2 separate regions of the Capsicum annuum genome follow, and region 1 is linked to region 2. The links are chromatin contacts, called in public Hi-C maps. All regions are on one chromosome and are shown on one strand. Each heading gives the region's core, a stretch centred on a gene start, on an enhancer-like site or on the middle of the called end of the contact. The rest is flanking DNA. Distances are from core to core; before and after follow the strand shown.

Region 1 (2,700 bases), core at 82-2,581, 47 kb before region 2:
TTAGAGAGTCTGTTAGAGTGATTTTTCCTCTTTCTAGATTTTCTCCCTGGGTATGTGGGGAAATGTTTTGGAAGAGTTGTCTCTGGGGTGTCCAGGGGATGAAGGGGGGATTGACTAGTGTGGTTGACATACTTGTGGGGAACAAGGTCAGGCTATAAAAGGTCTAGCTCATTAGGAAGTTGTATTCCTCTGTGGAGAGGTGTCCCACATTCTGTACTAGTTAAGCCTGAAGGAGAGCTTGCATCCACACTTGGCTTCCTAGTCTTTAAACTGCATGGTCTATGCAATCTCTGACTAGTCTTGCCAAGTAGTGAAGGTTATGGATTAGAAGTACTACTGGTTGGTTGTGAACTGTTGCATTTAGAGTGAAGCTCAAGTCCTATAGTGTCAGCTCCCCCAGTCCTGACTGGGGGTTGTGGTCTGGTAGTAGTAGAGCCGATACCAGAATTAGGGGGTGTTTGGAGCTGAGGTTATTCCCATGTTGAAGTTTTCCATCTTTAGTTCTATTCTGGACAGAAGATGAGTGAGGAGATTGTATACATCCCTTTTATTGAGTAGAGAGGGGATTAGGTAGGTTGGAGTTAATTGATTCGACCCTGATTGTCTTGTCAATAGCTCCGATATGATGATTACTAAAAGCCCTTGGTGGGATAGTGAAGGATATGGAGTTAATGTGGAAAGTCGAGGCGTTCTGAAGGAGGCTTAGGGAGCCTTCATGGCTCTCTGATGAGCAAGGTGGGGCCTCTTTGTTGACAAGCTGTGGGGCAATGGGGCCATCCATACCTTTGTGTCCTTCAGAGGAGGTTAGGGAGTAAAAAAGATTTGTATGGTAGTGGGTCACCACTTGAGCCTTCCCCTTGAGATTTTCTTGGGGAGGCCAAGTTGACCTTGTTAGTCAAAGGAGAAGAGTTAGCATTTGTCGATCTCACCTTTCTTTTGTCCTTTTGATTTACAGGGGTGAGGGAGACATTAGGGGCTAGAAATTTACTTGTTGCTGCATCGAAAGCTTTTACTTGGGTTGGGGTTTGAACGACCCTTTTGTCAGCTGAGCCTTTTTTGGTGGGTTTCCCTTTTGATTTTACATTTTTTTTTGAAAAAATTACAGTTTTCCAATGTTCTTCCACGGACGGAGTGCTGGAGTCGGTGGTTGTTATAGTGGCTTCTTGGGCCAGAGGATTTTCTGGTGTCGTGTTTGGCCAATGGGGCAAGGTGTGTCCAATGTGGCCATAATTGACACAGAGGGACCTTTCTCCCTCGTATATGACTTGTTGTTTGTGGGAACCGATGGTAATTGACTTTTTGACCGGCGAGTGGAGTGTCACATGCACACATATCCTTGCATATCGTCCCTGTAGTGTCGCCAATATGTAAGAATCGATCTTTAATAGTGCCCCCAACTTTCTCCCAATATTTTCCAGGATACTTCGATCGTAGAATTCGGTTGGCAAATTTGGTAGTCGAGCTCAGACAGCCGTGTGGGTCAGCGTAGAGTTTTGTGGTGCAAAGTTCGACTCCCATTGTTTGACAGAGAGAAACTTTCCAGCAACGAACCACGGTCCTTCGTGAAGGGCTTTGTTTTTTATCTTGATCATGCTGAACTTTGCTATGTAGAAATCCTTCCCTAGATCTGTTAGAATCAGGTTTTCGGTGGGTTTTCAGAGCTTCATCAACTTTGTACGTAGGTATTGATGGCTAATTTTCTTACCCACCAATTTAATAATAACTGAGTATTTTCATGGGAGGTATATCCGAGCTTTCTCTTCGTTTGAAATTGGGATGGCGTCCATATCGAATTCCTCAGCATCCTCGCAATTAGCCTATAGCATGTTGTACTCATAGGATTGGTTTAAATCCGAGTGTTTATCTCGTAAGACATCTTTGAAGGTTTGTTTACCAACTGGGTCTATGTCCATGGTATCACCCTTACCTTATGGTGGTGGATCCGGTGGCTTTGTCGGGGGTTGAGTTGATACGGCATCGGAATAGGTGGTGGTGTCGGTCATTCTCTCGACGGGCCTTTTAGAGAGAGAGTTTTGTCTAACTCCCCTTACACTTGCAGCAGAAGGACAAAATCCTGAACTAAGTGTCCTTCACTAGTTTTTAATTTCTTGATAGTAATATTTTAATGGTACTAATTTAAAATTTTCTTTAATAGGAAAGGCATGACAAAGAAACGCAAATGCAAATTTTGCCGACTTTATTTCAGATGGTAATTGTGATAGTAAAGCAGAATGAAAGTATTTGATATAAAGCTTCGTACCGATCTCATTACAAATCAACAACGATGTCGCATTATTATCAATTAGATAACGAGCCTTAATTTTTTTTCCTACTTTCATCAATTTTCAATTCTACAACAATGGCTGAAATCAATTTATCATAAGTTACATGTTCACCAATGATTTCGTCACTCTTATAGCCCTCATACTTTATTTCGTTAATCCAACGCCGGAATGACGTAATAACACTGAAATATTCATTGCAAATATCTCAAACAAAATCAAGAAAAAAAAATTCATTTGAATAGTTTGCTATCTAAAAACTGATTATGGAAGAGATTTTGTTTAAAAAGGTGGAATAACAAACAAATTACGTTTTCTTGTGGGATTTTATTGATTTTTACCATAATTAGTTAGGTTAATTGCTAAAGTAATACCAGTTTAGCTGTTACATCCCATAAATCATGCGACTTAGTTTAAT
Region 2 (2,700 bases), core at 66-2,565:
TAAATTAAATGATGAACTTTATATAAATTAACGAAATAATCGAAATAATTTAATTTCGTTAAGGGAGGAGTATTTTTGAGCCAAATATTTAACAGAGGGGTATTTTTGATCTATTTCCGATAGTTCAGAGGTATTTTTAATCCTTTTTCGAATTCTGTTAGAGGAAGGGGTATTTTTGAGCCAAATATTTAACGAAGGGGTATTTTTGAGCCAAAAATCTAACGAAGAGTATTTTTAAGCTATTTCGAATAGTTCAAGATTATTTTTGAGCTTTTTCCGTTAAAAATAACAAATCAGTGTAGTTTTGTATGCTTGTGGCTAAACTCAACTACCAAAAACCCAACAAGGAACAACAAATATTATGGTAGAATAACTAATAAAATTTCTAGCAAAGTTTTGAATTTGAGTTATGAATTATAAAAAAACATTAGGAAGAATTTATATACACGTATTTAGAGTTGATACGAAGTGAAAAATCATTTCAATTTTAATTATCTATTTATATGTTCAACCAATATATATATATATATGTAACTTAATTATGTAATTCTCTAGCGAATGAATATGGATTAACACTCCTTAAATATGTGCTCCACCACCATTATAGGTCACATTTAATTTCAATGAACATAATTATCCTCGTGTAAGTGATAGAAGATGACAAATAACATATAAAATCAATCTAACACATGTACAAATTAATTAAAACATGACAGATTAATTTATGAAAAAATAACATAAACATACACATTAACTTAACATATTTACATAAATTTTTATTCTCACAAAGTAATTATAAAAATTTCAATTAATTATGTAACTTTATTAGATGTATTGAAAAGCTAATTATGTATCTGTACAGATTCAAAAGCGAGAAAAATATATCAGGAGCTAATTATGTATCTTTACAAGAAAAAAATATATCTTCGTTGTATGTATTATATATTTCGACAAATTAAAAATTAAAAAAAAAATTAGAAGCTAATTATGTACCTTTATACAAAAAAATGCACCTTCGTTGGATGTATTATGTATCTCAACATCTACAGAATTGAAAAAAATATATTGTGAGTTAATTATTGTAGCTTTATAGAAGAAAATTGTATTTTCGTTAAATGTATTTGAAACTAATTATGTATCGATAGATTCAAAATTAAAATTTTTAATAATTATATAAAATATTAAAAAAATTTATAATTAAATTTTAAAATATCGGAATTTATATTATTTGTCCTTATTTTTGATTTAAAAAAATAATTTAGGTCATCAAAATATATGAACTAAAAAAAAAGTAACAAGAAAAAGCGAGTATAGTTGAATAACACAATAACACAATTATCTGTCCAAATTCCAAATACACCCACAATAACACAATAAGAATGACCGCTTTCTTTGTCCAAATTCCAAATAAATTACCCTATCATATATTCTCTCCTTCACCAAATCTCCAAACCCTATTCTCTCAAGCAATTCCTTTGTAAAATTCGCCGATTCTTCCGATCCATTACGCACTCTCTCCATCTCTTTTCCCTTGCTATATTCTGGTAATTTCCTTTCCAAAATAAAAGTTACATCTTTTATCTACTTTAATTTGTATTTTGATTCATAATCATACCTTTGATTTTTTCGTTTTTCGAGGATCTATCTGATACGTAGCTTTGATGAGTTTTTATTTATTTATTTATTTATTTGTTATTATTATTATTATTATTATTATTTGCAAAACTGGCACCTCTATCTATCTATCTATATATATATATAATTTGGGTATTTCTAATATATGTTCCTGAGCATTTCTAATATATGTTCCTGAGCTAATTCAAGTTTTTATTTAGATGGTGATGATATCCTTAAGTTTTATGATACTTGAGTTTTTCTTTTAAAAAAAAATTGGCACTTGAAAATTTTTGCTAATTATTCAGAGTATATTACTTGATTGGATCGATTGGTGGTTGGTGATTTTTATTTTTTATTTTTTTGAATTATAACTAATTTTGATGTAGTTTGAGGTGTTTTTTTCTCTGCAATTAAATTCGGATGATCGGTTGTTGTTTCATGGGATTGTAGAAAAAGAATAGTTGGTGGTAGTTTCGTCGTATTTATGAAGGTTTATTTGCGGTGAATTTTGTTCTAGTTCTATTTGAGTCTAGTTTTAGTTAGGGTACGAAGATTCAGCAATCATGTTTGCGGTCGTATGAACTTGACTTTATGTCGGTTAATGCATAATGGTGAAGGGAACTGGCTCTGCGAAAAGGACTTAGTTTTTTGTTTTATTTGAAAATACTGTAGTTTCAGTATGAAAGTTTCAGTCTTTCTTATGTTTTTATGCTTTTTAGGCTGATGAACGTGACTTTGTGTCGTTTAGTGGATTGTGTATGGAACTGGCTTTGCAGAAAGGACTTCGTTTTTTGTTTTATTTGGTTTTGTTTGAAAATACTGTAGCTTTAGTATGAAAGTTTCAGTCTTTATATATTTTTTTAATATTTTTTTATGGGTCTTAGGCTTTAAGAGAGTATAGCTTCATGATAATTCACAGAGTATACCAAATTGGATGTTTGTTTCTGTGATAGGAGAAATTGATGGAATTCAGTTTGTACTGATTTTTATTTTGAATTGAACAGGGACCATGGCGCTCGGGCAGACTTACTATTCACAAGGTGGCCCTTTTTGTGGAGACTCTAGGTCTTTTTACGGTAGAAA

The links. A called contact is a pair of places that touch in the nucleus more often than the background predicts.
Region 1: a Hi-C map of bud shows a contact between it and region 2, with 3 times the contacts expected there. The contact joins the enhancer-like site here to the promoter of LOC107864091 in region 2. A contact is called at or near these places in 2 of 5 Hi-C or Micro-C datasets (bud and leaf).

Annotation. Positions count from the first base shown.
Region 1 is chr3:25,954,427-25,957,126 of UCD10Xv1.1, reverse strand. No RefSeq gene overlaps it. Among protein-coding and RNA genes, the nearest start is that of LOC124896617, 11 kb to the right of the region's middle. Within about 2 kb of position 1,331, at least 5 of the 5 cell types and tissues checked have an H3K27ac peak or open chromatin away from gene starts, as enhancers often do. A contact at or near this core is called in bud and leaf, where this site is marked.
Region 2 is chr3:25,907,805-25,910,504 of UCD10Xv1.1, reverse strand. LOC107864091 (cyclin-T1-3) reads left to right here and starts at 1,315. Exons shown (of 7, transcript XM_016710353.2): 1 at 1,315-1,544; 2 at 2,622-2,700. The coding sequence starts at 2,627.